Regions from separate parts of the Hordeum vulgare genome. Here region 1 is linked to region 2. A link is a contact called in public Hi-C data. All regions are on one chromosome and are shown on one strand. Each heading gives the region's core, a stretch centred on a gene start, on an enhancer-like site or on the middle of the called end of the contact. The rest is flanking DNA. Distances are from core to core; before and after follow the strand shown. Region 1 holds the start of LOC123444155 (calmodulin-2). Region 2 holds the start of LOC123444133 (myb family transcription factor PHL7-like).

The links. Hi-C and Micro-C count contacts between places; a contact is called where the count stands out from the background.
Region 1: a Hi-C map of seedling shows a contact between it and region 2, with 3 times the contacts expected there. The contact joins the promoter of LOC123444155 here to the promoter of LOC123444133 in region 2. A contact is called at or near these places in 3 of 6 Hi-C or Micro-C datasets (leaf and seedling).

Annotation. Positions count from the first base shown.
Region 1 is chr1H:448,678,611-448,686,134 of MorexV3_pseudomolecules_assembly, reverse strand. It overlaps LOC123444155 (calmodulin-2), which reads right to left and starts at 2,790. Exons shown (of 2, transcript XM_045120788.1): 1 at 2,620-2,790; 2 at 583-1,173. The coding sequence starts at 2,695. The coding sequence ends at 800. LOC123444147 (SNF1-related protein kinase regulatory subunit beta-1-like) reads right to left here. Exons shown (of 4, transcript XM_045120776.1): 2 at 6,518-6,702; 3 at 6,259-6,421; 4 at 5,586-6,146. The coding sequence ends at 5,820.
Region 2 is chr1H:448,312,550-448,320,087 of MorexV3_pseudomolecules_assembly, reverse strand. It overlaps LOC123444133 (myb family transcription factor PHL7-like), which reads right to left and starts at 3,573. Exons shown (of 7, transcript XM_045120763.1): 1 at 3,271-3,573; 2 at 1,397-1,611; 3 at 727-803; 4 at 602-644; 5 at 444-501; 6 at 243-312. The coding sequence starts at 1,604.

The sequences.
Region 1 (7,524 bases), core at 1,541-4,040, 370 kb before region 2:
TTCAAGGAGCTGGCACGCACCTTCGGACTGGTTCATACAAAACATACAAGTAGTGACCAGTGATTCCGGTCGCCCGTGGAAATAATACAGCGGGGAATCGCTGAGCCAGGCAGCAGCCAACCCAGCCCCGATCATGCAGCCTGGCACCATTACCCTGTCGAGATTCAAACAATGCAACTCTTGGTTTCGCTGTCGTGGCCACCATTTCCCATAATTATTGATTTCAATCATACCAACCTGTATTCTGCATTTGTGTTTTCTTCAAAAAATATATCGAATTTAAACCTGTTGGGAACAAGTGTGAGCGCAGAGCAGTTCAGCGAAAACTAAGTTCTTAAACGCCATCCATTCCACCATTTGTCATTATTATTTTTCCCATTTTATTAGTTTTGTTCGTAAAAGACTACAGGAACTCCTAAAGAAATCCGAACTTGTTAGGAACAAGCGCGAGCGCAGAGAAGTTCAGCGAAAACTATGACCCGAGTTGTCAAACGCCCCCATTCAAATAAAGCAAGCATCCCGCACAACCTGGTGCAGAGACCCTAAATCCCATGACAAGACAGAGACCAAACAGGCGCAGGATGAGTGCCACAAACCAAAAGAAACCAGGTAATCCAATGTTGCTCCACACGACTACACCGCTACACAGAGATAACCCCACCAGCTACCCAACAGTGCTTAAAAAACGATCACACAGCACAAAATACAACTTTCGAGTCTGTCTGGCATTTCCAAATTTCCAATCCACTTGAGAGCAAACTAAAGCTTATTTTCCGTGGGAGGGCCCGCCCCGCCCCCCTCACTTGGCCATCATGACCTTGACGAACTCCTCGTAGTTGATCTGGCCGTCGCCGTCCACGTCCGCCTCCCGGATCATCTCGTCCACCTCCTCGTCCGTCAGCTTCTCCCCGAGGTTGGTCATCACATGGCGCAGCTCTGCAGCCGAGATGAAGCCGTTCTGGTCCTTGTCGAACACGCGGAAGGCCTCCTTGAGCTCCTCCTCCGAGTCCGTGTCCTTCATCTTCCTCGCCATCAGGTTCAGGAACTCTGGGAAGTCGATGGTGCCGTTGCCGTCCGCATCAACCTCGTTGATCATGTCCTGCAGCTCCGCCTCCGTGGGGTTCTGCCCAAGGGATCGCATCACGGTTCCGAGCTCCTTGGTGGTGATGCAACCTGCACAAAATCAAATATCGATAAGCATTTGCTCAGCACTACGAAATAAAACAAGAATAAGTTAACTACCAGGGATTTAAGAATTGGTCTGTTTAGGCAATGTGGGACTATCTTTGTTAATGTCCTAACAACACAGGATATGGCATAATGATAGTACCACTAATCAGCATGTTGGCCACTTACATAATGTAACCACAAGGAGCTGCAAGTTGCAACGGGCGGGGTTCTTAAACAAACATGGATCTAAACAAGTACTATGTGTCTGTCTTGCAGTATAAGCAGTACAGTTTAAATATTATAGTCCGACAGGGTAACATGAGGGAACAAAAAGATAGGTCCAACTTGCCAGACGCATTCCTAATGTGTCACTGATGTTCATTCCAACATATTGAATTCTAGAAATCAATTTATGGATCATCTGAAGAAATGATGGACGGCGTACACGCAGAAGCCTTAAGAAGGCAATGCTTAGGTTTTAGCATTAATCAGGTTGTATCCCATCAAGTAAATAATGATGTAGTTCTTGCTGCTCATTAACAAATGATGAAATCAGAAGTCAACATACAATTCAACAAGTCATCATGCATACTACTACCAAGCAAGGAAATAACTAGAGTAGTATTAAATATTGCAGAAATGAGCTTTGACACTACTAGAAAAGAGGAATCGACAAATCAAATGTTGGTCTTAGACTAGACGGTTAACACTAGATCTCCGAGTTATACGCTGTCAGAAGCTAGATCATACTGTAACCACAAAGTCTCTTGAGTGTCAGGTTATACAAAGGAGAGCTAATCGCAACCCCGAATCCTTACTAATCCTTGACATCAAGCAGCCACTAGTACTGTAGATCACAACCAGATCAACGCATCAAATTGTCCATCAGGTCCAACCGTTGGTGCATTCGACCCTATCATTAAAAACCACACAGAACCCTCAACTGGCCCAACTACCAGCAACGGGAATGCCTAAGAGCTACTCGTGCTACCCTGCTAGAGCATTTAACCTTTGTTGTTTGTGGTAGTACACGAAGAACAACCTGATTCGCATCTGTATCACTGCAAATTCCGAAACACTCGACAGCTCTAAACCCTAGCTCCTAAATGCAGCCAGTCGCTGCTCCTCGCACAGGAGCAGCCCCAAATCCTACAGCCATGAACCGAATCGCCTCAACAAGACAAACGGCCTGCAGTCGGGCACAGAACAAACAGCTAGCCAGAGCAAACGAACGATCCCACCGGATGCAAGCATCCATCCCGCGCAGGGCCAGAACAACGCGAAAGTCCTAAAACGACCACACAGCCCAGGCATGGCCGCCCGGATCTAGAGCCCTAGCCACAGCGCTCCGGGACAAAAACCCAATTCGGCCGGATCGGGGGCCGCCCGAGCACGATCCGGCCGGGCGCGGGAGAGCGGGGGGAGGGGGAGAGGGGGGGGGGGGGGTACCGTCGCCATCCTTGTCGAAGAGGCTGAAGGCCTCCTTGAACTCGGCGATCTGCTCGTCGGTGAGCTGGTCCGCCATGGGGGAGGAAGCTTCGAGAAGGTGCGCACGAGACACGGGGGCGGCTGCGCGAAGGGGGGAATAAACCGGGCTCGGTGGTGGGGAATGATGGCCTGTGCGTGCCCCCGTGGGCTGGGTTTTATAGACCGGTGGCGGCTGGCGAGGGGGAAGGTTTGTTTCCTGGAGCCGCGGGCCGTGTATCCAGTTTCCCTTTGCTTTTTGCTTTTTCCTTTTCTTTTTCTTCCCCTTTCCTTTTTTTTATTCCCTCCTCTTGGCCCTTTTTCCTTGCTTGGATCCTTGGCAATCTATGGTTCCATCCATACTCCGATTGCGCAACCATGGTTTCCGTGTTTATTCTTTGTATATGGTTTAGTGGTTTAGGAATCACTTTTAGGCTCCGTTGAGTTTCAAGTTGTTTTCGTTAGAATAACATCGGTTGTAGATTAACAAAGACTTGGTAGCGAGAGTTCGGAAGGACCCCTACGGTGAAGAGCTGGTAGATGATGGTTGTGAGTGATTGTATGTCCATTCTTTACCATGTCGACGATGAAAAACTATAACGGTGTGTGAAGCATCCCAAAGGAGATAAAGGGCTAAGCAAGAAAAGAGAATGATAAAAAAAATACTATTTCGATTTTGCTAGTCCTTGGGAACATGTGGTGATGCATAATATTAAATCTACATAGGTCTGGGCTAGTGGACAATTCAATAGAAAATGTGATTTGCTTCCTAAGAAGAACATTTGTTTAAATGAAAGAGTTTCCACGGGCATCGAATACCATTTCTTCAACTAAGGAAGAATTGTTATCGAAGGATTTCCTTCCATTCTTCCTGGGTTGCAAAGGGAAAAGACGGACAAAGGGCAGACATATGAATAGTTTGGAACTAGTATACTCCCCTCATTTTCATTGTTGAGGAAATCGTTAACTGGTAGCTGCTCGGTTGGTTGACGAGTACGGGATTAATAGTCTAATCGGTAAGTTAATCGCCCATGTAATCAATTAATCGGGCGATTTACCACTTAATCGATTACTCGGTGATCTTATGAGTAGGGGTTAATCGGCAAATTAATTGGTTAATCGAACGAATTTTTGAACAGGGTACATTTCTAAATATAAAACCTTTTGAAGATTTTAATATTGACTACATACAAAGCAAAACGATTGAATCTATACTCTGAAACATGTATATATACATCCGTATGTAATCAGTATTAAAATCTCTAAAGATAGTTATATTTGGAAACGGTGGGAGTAGTTGACATGTGTGTCAATGATTATAAAAGAAATAAAATGAAAAAAATTGATTATCCTTCCGGTTTCCATTACTCAAATTAAGTTGCAATTATGCTTACTTGACTTTGAGTGCCATGTTGCATGTTATAAAGCACTGTTAACCGAACAACTAGTAAGGTTACATGTTTCATTAATAGGGAAAGTGTCTGATGCGCTACGGCTTGCCGTGCATCTGACCGCGGTTGCTACCTTTAAATGTCGTGGAAAATTCATCATCATGGATATAATATATGCACAACATGAATAAAATTCGGATTTGAAGATGAATTCAAAAAGAAAAATTATACGGATTCGTCGCCGATAGTGGATTCAGAACCCTACTTGCATTAGGTAATATCCAGTACTACATAATTTGTCCATTCAATGAGGTTCGGCTCGAAAATTCGATACGAGCTTGCTCCGGTCCAGAGTTATTTTTTGTTTTCAGTTCTTCAAACAATTTCTGCTCCGTTTCTACATCTTCCTTTTCCTCTTGCAGGGAGACTTGATGTCCGATATAAATCAATTCCTTGCGGTCCGTTGTTTTTCCTCCTCAAAGTCGCAGCAAAGTCGCGGTTGGCATTTATCTCAAGCGTTGGGAGGAAGGAGAGGCGGACGAGTCAAGGCGATGGACCAGGTCACTGCTCCGTCACCGTCAGATCAGACATCGGTCCATCGCACACAGGACAGGAGACACGCAAGAAGCTCAGGTCAAGACTGACCTCAACACGCTGTCGTCGTCGTTATCTTTTTCTTCCTGACGACGTGGCTATCAACGCGCTGTTTCGAGCCGAAAGCGATGCGTTTTGCTGGGGCCGGCCCTGTTAGCCCAGCAAGCATGTGGAAATGGGCATTTTTTTTCCCGTCTCGCGACGAAAAGGCCCGTGGGCTTATCACGAAACCGTTGCAGAGAGCTGAGAGAATGAAGAGAGGGAATATTGTCGGGCCTCTATAAATGATCTGGCTTTGTCTTGTACCATTGCCTGGGAGAATCAGAGCTTTGTGCAAAGCGGTTTATTTCTTGTTAGAACGGCGAAGCATCTGCTACTATATTACGAAAAAACAGCAAAGTATCATCCGTTCCCACCCTTTTCCCTTTTTGTCTCTGTCTGAGAAATCTCCTCTCTTTTTTTTTGGTATATACAATGTTGGGGTGGAGCTTCAAATTCTCCCTCTCCCCCAAGTTCGTAGATAAGAAAACAACTTTCCCCGTCGTCACAACTCACAATTGTATCACAATTATAAGGAGATGAGGTTTTGTGCGATAACGTGGGAAGATGATTGGTAGGTTTACCTCTCTGTCTAGGTTTCATATAAGATCATCCAGGGAATTAAAGCTCCACCGTCCCCGTCGCTGTTGAGCCTTTTGACAAACGCTGCCAACCCGGTGATCGCGAGACGCTATCGCCTTCCCTGTCTGTCGGTCTCTTCTTGTACGAGCATCCACATCACATGTATACGTATTTGTATGGAATTCCTTCCTTTCGGTGTCTTGGTTTACCTACGTCTCCCCCACCTTGGCGTCTCAACTTTGTCCATCCTACTGAACGGCTCACACCTACCAGCAACATATTCCAGCACATACAACACAATTAGATTTATGTCTGACACAACAGATCACAAAACAAGACCAGACATTTTCACAACACTGCCTCTTGTTTCATTTCACCGGAGTTCAGTTCAGACCGTTCGGACCTCATGCCACAAGAAGAGTTCACTCAAGAAAGAAAGAAAGAAAGAGAGAGAAACAGATGGTTCCTGATCTCCCCTTATGTACATTGTCAAGCTACACTCTCTTATTCACCCCCAATCAGTCCTAGTTCGACGCCGCTGCTTCCTTTCATCTTCCACCAGCGGCATCGGTCACCCGGTCACCTCCTCATCAGCGGTTTGTAGAGCACGACGTTCACATACTTCGACTGGAACCGGTGGGTGACTCCGAGGGCGAGCAGAGACTGCGACCCCCATCCTTTCTCGATGAACAGATGGTCGAGGACGACGTGCTGCGGCTTCGGTTTCGGAGCGTGCTCGTCGGAGTTGTCGGTGCCGCCAAGGACAGACATGAGAAGCTGTGGTGGAAGTGCAGGCGGCTCCTTGCCAAACTCCTCGTCGGCTGGGAACACCACGCTGTAGCTGTGTTCAGGCGATGGGGGCGCGTCGAATTCCGCCACGCTGTCAAGACTGTCTGGAATGTAATCCTGCCAAAAATAGAGATGTTCTCAGGTGAAATCAAGAGCCTACATTCTGGAATGCCATTTTAGAGAACGACCGAGCAAAATGCTGAAATAGACTTATATAATCCTTACTGACATGGACATCAAGGAGGTTGGCCACCTGCCCTCTTTCATCAGTCACATGAGGTAGTTCGGACACATATCTCGGCACCCCATCAACAATGATCCTGTAATGATATATTCCAGATGGCAGAACCAGCAATACAGCATGATCTTTCCCAGACCTTTCTAACACCTTCCTGAAAGAAATCATATGGATTTTTGATATTTTAGCATGTCATCATTTTCAGAACTGGATAAAACATTTAGAAGAACAGATCAGGTAAAGGGTAAACCTTGATGTCCAGTTATCCCATGATCCTTCCACAGACACCTCATTTCCTCCTTGACCCCATGTAATCAGAGTTGGAATTACCGTCTCCGGGGGGCTACTGTTGGTGGATTCATCCGAGCCATTCACCCATGAATGGTTAAAAACAGGTGAAAATTCATTTGGTATCTGCAGCGGAGCTACTGGAACCTGTCAGGTGCAGTTAACCGTCAGTTCAAGCAGGACCATCAATAATGTTCATACATGTGACTTGACCACAAAAATATACGAGTGAACAACATCCTATGAAAGATGGCCAAAGGTAATAGTTTTCAACTTGTCACGAAGCACAGACTTTAGAATAACCTGAAGCATGAACCAATGCACACATCTCACGGTATTATCTGAAAGGTCAATAACACACATGGTGTTTCATAGGTCAAAAGTAATTCAGTAGTAATAAACTGGATGCTTTGGTATGTCCATTCTAAAGGAAACGAAAGAACATTGACTGCCATCTATACATATTAACATAAGGCTTATTTTCCTTCCAACTGGTATCTTCGCCTTTCAATGACTTGAATAGGAGCAGCATTGTCTTACAAGAGAGAAGGGACCTGAAGGCAGGAAAGCAGGTTCGACGCGCTAGCAGGAAACCCATTGTTCACCAATCACCATCGATTGCGACAATGAACTTCAGGAAAAAAACCTACTAGCACCTTTTTTTTCTCGACCTACTACCATATTACAGCCAAAGTTTGATCAAGCCAATAGCAAATCTACTATACAGTGAAAGGATTACAACGTTCCAGAGCAGCTTAATACAGTAATACAGGGGCCGGGTGCTTTGTTTTTCATGGGATACGGACTGTTGCTGATCAAATAAGGTGCTAATGTGCATAATATACTCCTATTTTAAGGCAATAATCATATTGGGCCAGACAGCATCAAAGACAATATTCAGTAGGTAAGTGAATCAACAATGGAAATACCACCATAAATCAATGTATATGATATTCAAAACCATATGTG
Region 2 (7,538 bases), core at 2,324-4,823:
GTTGATTCTGAATAATAAACCTCAGAGATTACAAATAAATATTGCAAGCAAAATAAAAGAACAGTTAATAAGAGGCAACCGAGAACAAAGTCATCTACAAGTAACCCACCGATTTATAACTTTGGTAAATAATGGTTTATTAAGAATGGGCCTGAGTACTGGATGGATGTCACAGACTAAATTATACGGAGTAGAAGAAAAAAAATATGATTGAAGGAAGTTCACATGTTTTCATCACAAACCTCAAGTTGTTCATGGAGCCGCTTCTGAACCTCCATTTGCATCTTTAATGCTTCATTTATTTGTGAACCCCTGAAAGATAAGTGAAGAATATTTCTGTAACTAAGTGATTCATTATGAACGTTCAGATCTACCAGCATAAAAAGCCTATGCTACTACAGGATACAATCATGTGTGAAGACAATTGAGGAGAGATCACTTACGGCGCAGAATCTGTATTAGAGAGGGAATCACTAGAGTCCTTCTTTTCTTCCTTGGAACCTACACGGTGGCAGTTGTAACAACCAAAGCGTTGTTGGTACTACCGAAGGCAAAAAGGGGAGTGTGCTAGGAAGGCAATGAATCACAGAAGGGCATTTACCTTCAGCAGGAGACTCTGGTATGTACTTTGCAAGGCGATACTTCTGCACAAGCAACAAGGGAAATTGAGTATTAGTGACCAGGCAAATGTTTATAATCTGTCTCCTCAGAAGAGACATTCGATACCTGCAAATGGCTCTTCACGTGATAGATTGTAATCCCCGGTACACCCATTACAGTGAGTACTCCTTTAGGTGTTGCTCCTGAAGATAATGATGACCCAGAACATTAACATATGTTGGATGCATCGTACTCGGCACTTCAGATAAATAAACAAATAATATAGGAGTTTGTTTACTGTTTTCAATACATGAACAGTTTCCAATGCGATAGGGTTCGATAACATGGCAGACACAGTTCCAAAGGGTCATATTAACAGCTGCTAGCAGCCTGGCATAATTCTTTGAAACATGACAAACTTGTGTGTTAATGGGCCATAATCAGAATATGCATTTCGGTTTGATCGGACAAACTTGTGCGTTAACATCCCATGACCTGAAATACTCAATATTATGCTGAAAAAATGCACACATGTGCTCATACATGAATGTTGCAATTAGATTAAACTTCAGTTTGCTAATATGGTGATACACAATGGATTCAACATAAAACCACCAAATTGCAGGTTCTAGATATGCATTGTTCCATACCATCTAAAAGTATTTTCACTCGGAATTTGTGCTGCTGACAAGGTTCGTGAGAGGCCAAACAGAATGAACCAACAACGTAATATATATGACACTCAATACACCATATCAAGTAAAACCAGAAAAAAATCATGAGAGAGAATACCCACTATCTGGTCCACCAAGTTGTGCAATTGCATCCACAAAGCGACTATGGAGATCTGAAGTCCATCTTAGACGTTGTTTCCCACTCCCTACAGGATTAGCAGGGTTGCTTATGTTGGATCCACCGAAAGCTCCAATATTACTTACATGCTCACTATTCTGAGCCCTCTGTGGTGCAAAGGGCACAGAAAAGTTCTTAGCATGGTACATCATGAGAGTACTGCAACAATTGTAAGAAATTGTCATACACATCAGTAAGGCCAAGAAATGTTATAATTTAGGATGAAACAAGTCTACATTATGATGCCATCCTGTATATCTAACAGAATATATCAAGTTGATGGTAGAATGTAAGCAAGGCGACATATTTTTCTGGTACAAGGAGAACTCGTCGTCAGTTCAGGAAATCTTGGTCAGCGTATTTATTCCAAGATCTCGAAAAGTTGGCAAGTCTCCTACTCTTTTCAGAAAATATGCCTTTTATACTCAAAGGACTACTGCTACAAGTAAATAAGCAAAGTGGGCGACACTGAACATGGAAGACAATATTGACACAACAGAGCACCGTAACTAAAAACATAAAATCTTTATTCTAGCGGTACTATCAAAATATCCAAATAGCCAACGACAATAGAGCAATTTTATAACCTCTCCAAATCACATTAAGAACACAAGTTCATCCCAGGCTGCTAACTGAATTCCACATGGAAGGAACATAAAAAAAATATTCAAGCAAAAGACGAAGACCAGTTCAGCTAGCTTAACTGAACGCAGCAACTGAGACTAAAAGTTTGACAAATAAAACTAATAGCACCGGGCACTGATAGCAGCTTGGCGCCAGTATGTCGAAGAATCACCAGCAGATAGAGTTTGTGGTAAAATGCTGAATGGAGCCTGTGGTTCCTGAAGCGAGGTAGTAACAATCTGATAACTCGTTGCTATGTAATGTGTTTGTTGACAGAGAGTTGCTATGTTATTTTATCGCTGCGCTTCTGGTTTATTTTGCTTACAACGTGTATGTTGGATGGAACTACAGCTCTGCTCTGCCCTTCCCATCAAAAAGAAAAAGCTCTGCTCTGCCCTTAAAAACCGCAATTAAATTTCGTTAACGACGCTGAGGGCAATCCCTTCTCTGAAAGAAAGGGGAAAAAAAAGAATCAGCTGCCCTGGAGGTAATCTCAGTCATTCCCAAATGCCAATAGAAGGTCCCTACACAGAACACCTCCCAAAGGCCAGTCTGATGGAAGCAGCGGTTCCAATCCGACGATTATCACCAAATTACGCTACAAGTACAAAATACATCAAACCGATTGGATCGAGATCACGGCCATACGCAAATACCATGTCCATCACAAAAATCCAACCTAGCCTTTTCCGGCCTCAGAATCGCACAAGCCGGCACAAGAACAGCGACGCACGGCTCATAAACCAAAACAAGCTTACGAGCAAGGAAATCGCCGAAACACTACTCGCACCACAGAAACACGTCAGAAGCGACGCCACCGCCCAAACGTGATCTCCCTCCCTGCCCATGTTTTTAATTTATTTAATACCGCGCTTCTCACATCCACCCGCAGCAAACGGAATGGAAATCTCACGAGGAACACCAGGAAATCCACTCCGAGGTCAGTAAAATTCACACTGACTACGCTCGCCACTAGCAAGAGAGGAGCGCCACTCACTCACCGGCCCCTGGTACACAATTCCGCCGCAATACGCCTCGCCGAGCCGCGATCTCGACCTCACGGAAGACACGGGCAGAACAGACAGAACCCCTTCCCGCCCCCTCCTCGCCCCTGACTAGCAGACACGCCTGAATTCAGTAAGAGACCGGGAAAGGCATGGGGGGCGGAAGAGCTGGGAGCCGGCGCTTACTTACCGGCACGGAAGAAGGACGCCGCCGCCGCCGCCGCGACCGGGACCGGGGCCTCCTCGCAGTCGCAGGTGCGCCGCGCTCGTCGGGGGGATAGAGAGAGAGATAGAGAGAGAAAGAGAGAGGGAATCAAATGCTGCTGCTGCTGCGTGCTGCTGTGGAGGGCCAATCAGGCGGATGCCCCAATCGGGCGCTGGGGTCCGGGCGGGGAGGCGAGGATGGGAGCGGTGGTGGTGCGAACGGGAATGGGAGGGGAGGGGAGGGGAAAGCGGCTGGTGGTGGTGTCCGGCGAAAGCGACGCCGCGAGAGCGGAGGGCTTGGGAACGGAGACACACACACAACACACAGACAGATCTTTTACACCATTCTCCCCCTCCGATGCGCACCGTGGGCCGGCCCGGGCGGGCCTATCCACCAGTACTGCCCCCGGCCCTGGCCCCGCGGCCCCCTGGGTCCTGACCTGTCAGCGAGCTACTAGCAGCACCCGCTAGTGATGTGGCAGTGGCAGTGGCACTGTACCAGATCTTTGTTTGTTTGCCGCGGCGAGCACGGCTTTCCGTCGCCGGGGACACTGTTCGACTGCGGGGACTGTGCTTTGCTTAACCCGCGAGAATCTTCGGGGCCGCGCCGCATTGATGGCAGATTCCCCGCTGCCATTCCATCCCGTCCCATTCCCAGCCCGTCTACTCCGTCCGTCCTCCGTCACGTGGCGCACAGCGCCATGCCCTTCCCTCGCTTGCCATCATCGGACCGGGCGCACGTGCATTCATGAGTCCCCAGCCGTGTCTTGCTAGGCGCTTCCGTGCATTTATTACCGCTGGCAAAACGTAACAAAATGCATGCTTGCCCGTTGCTGGAAGGGAACTGGAAACGGCCCAAAAGCAGACCCTGCCACGACGAACAAAACGGGAGACGAATAACTCCGCGCCTACAAAATACAGCTGGAAAGTTCCAGCGATCGGAGGAGGATCTAGGAAGAAGTTTTTTTTTATTTTTATTTTTCTGAGATAAAGATCCTGGGAAGAAGTGTGTGCGACGCAAGCGATCCCGGTACAATCATGGCCCAGGAAGGATTCAAGGGGAAGAAAGGAGGGGGAACGCCGGCCACCCATGATGCCCCTATCTATCTATCTATCTAACGGCAAAGGGGGGCAAAGGGAGGTGACCTCGAACGGAAAAATCATTGTGATTTGCGATGCGAGCACTCTCGGACTCACCAGCAAAAGTACCTCAAAAGCGACGAGGGTTTGGACAAGAAACGCAGAGGCGAGGCCCCCGCCACGAGGAAGAAGAAAGCTTGGGCGACAGGTCATCTCATCTCATCTCGTATGCATCAACCCTCCGTCGCTGCATGCGCGCGGAGGATTTTAAAAAAAATAAAATGATAAAGTAGAAAGGCGTGGACTTCCGTTTTACGATAGATATCGATCTGTTCAACCTTCAACGCAGCGCCCTGGAGTCTGGTCGGTGGGTCACCTGCCCCTGCCAGTTTGCTTCAGGTAGCACTGAAAATTTCCTTGGACTGTGGCCGGGGCCGGCCGGCCCGGGAGCGACACGGAGGAGATGGCAGGCTCCAGTTGACAGGCCCCGGGGGGCCGGCAGCGGCGCGGATCAATTCGACCGGACGGCGACGCCATCGGCTGCAAAAGCGTCATCAAAGGAAAGGAGCCCGCTTTGGCGTTGCAAGTATTCGGGGTTTTGGCAGCGGATTCTCTATTAGCCAACTCCTATTTATTACTGTACCACACCAAACGGTCGTCTTCATTCGTTCAACGTGTTAATGGATCCGTGTCTCAAAGGACGTGGATGTCACCTAGAGAGGGTGAATAGGCGCTTTAAAATAATTAAGGTTTAGGTTTGAACAAATGCGGAATAAAACTAACGTTTAATATGTCAAGCACAAAATCTCAAACAACTAGCCTCACCTATGTGCACCAACAACTTATGCTAAACAAGATAAACAACTAAGTGATAGCAAGATATATGACAAGAGACAATATGGCTATCACAAAGTAAAGTGCATAAGTAAAGGGTTCGGGTAAGAGATAACCGAGGTACGCGAAGACGATGATGTATCCCGAAGTTCACACCCTTGCGGATGCTAATCTCCGTTGGCGCGGTGTGGAGGTACAATGCTCCCCAAGATGCCACTAAGGCCACCGTAATCTCCTCACGCCCTCGCACAATGCATAATGTCGTGATTCCACTAAGGGACCCTTGAGGGCGGTCACCGAACCCGTACAAATGGCAAACCTTGGGGGCGGTCATCGAACCCGTACACGTGACAACCCTTGGGGGCGGTTACCGGTACCCGTACAAATTGCTCGGGGCAATCTCCACAACCTAATTGGAGACCCCGACGCTTGCCCGAAGCTTCACACCACAATGATTGAGCTCCGAGACACCACCAAGCTTCTAGGACGCCAAAGCATCCACGAAGAACAATATCTAGGGTACTAAGTATCAAAGGTAATAAGCTTCTCAAACTTCACTTCCACGTATCACCGTGGAGAACTCAAACCGATGCAACCAATGCAATGGCAAGAACACACGAAGTGGTCAAGTCCCTCACACTCAAATCCCTCCACAACAACAAAAGCTATGGAGAAATATGAGAGGAAGAACAAGGAGCTCACAAAGAACTCCAAGATCTAGATCCAAGGGGTTCCCCTCACATAAAGGAGAAAGTGATTGGTGGAAATGTGGATCTAGATCTCCTCTCTCTTTTCTCTCAAGAACAAGCAAGAAGCATTGGAGGTATTGAGAGTAAGCAAGCTCTAAGAATGTCAACAATGGAGGTAGAACAAGAGCTCAACGGATAAATAAGGCCAAGGGGGAAGAAGACCCCCTTTATATAGTGGGGGAAGGAATCAGACCGTTACCCCCCACTTACAGCCCGAGCCCAGCGGTACTACCGCTGACCCTCCGGCGGTACTACCGCTGGCTGCAGCGGTACTACCGCTGAGCCCATGGTAGCGCAAAGATACTACCGGGCCAACCACCGCCAAGAAAGTCTTCGCAAAAATGTCCGACGCAGTACAACCGCAAAGATGACGGTACTAAAAGCTTGGAGCGGTACTACCGCTGGCCAGGGGCGGTACTACCGCTGGGACAGCGGTACTACCGCCAGCTCTAGCGGTACTACCGCTAGGGCCAGCGGTACTACCGCCAACTCTAGCTGTACTACCGCTAGGTCCAGCGGTACTATCGCTCGCCACTGAAACAGCCATAACTTTCGCATACGAGCTCAGAATCGAGCAAACCCAAGCTTGTTGGATTCAGGACGACAAGAGCTATCCAAACAGCGACCATGCAGATATGAAAATGCCAATGATATATAGATGTGAGTCCTCTATGAATGAAGAACCGGCAAAAACTCCAACATCGAAAACATCATAGTAGATGCATATGGACTTCGTTTTTGATGAACTCAAGCTTGTCACGAAGATGACCATAAGCTCTAAAACTCACAAAGAGAAACACCAAATAAGAACCAAGAAGTATGATGCAAGGATGCAAATGGTTTGAGCTCTCAACGAACGATACGATCAAGCTACTCACTTGAGAGCCCCCCTTGATAGTACAACAATCTATCCTAAACAGAAAACCTATCAAGGGCAAACCTATACCTTGCACCTCGTCCTCTTGAGCTAGATGATGATGATCTTGGCTTCCTCAAGATGGACCACCTTTCTTGATTGCGTTGGCTTGATGAAGACTAGTTGATTGCTCCCCCATACTCACTATGGGTGAGCCACTCTTCAGCATATCTTCACAAGTCCATTGCCACCACAATGGACGACAAGCTTCAAGCATGATATCTTCGTGCTGATCCACTTGAACTTGCACATCGCAATCTTGATGACGATCACAACTTGACGTCATACTTCATGGGTTGTATGAGATCTTTACTTTGACGCAAGCCCATGGAAACACACCTAACCCCCACATAGAACTCTCACGAAGACCATGGTTAGTACACAAACACGTAATGGACAATGCTTACCATACCATGGGATCACTTGATCCCTCTCGGTACATCTTGTACGCTTTGTGTGTTGATCATCTTGATTTACTCTTTGTCTGAGATCTTGATCAACCATGTATCTCTATGACCATTCTTTGGATAATACCTTGAATACCATCTTGGTCATCATATAAACTCCTTGAACCCAACAGATGGACTTCAAGAAGTGCCTATGGACAAATCCTATGAATGTAACTTAAGGCAACCATTAGTCCATAGGAATTGTCATCAATTACCAAAACCACAT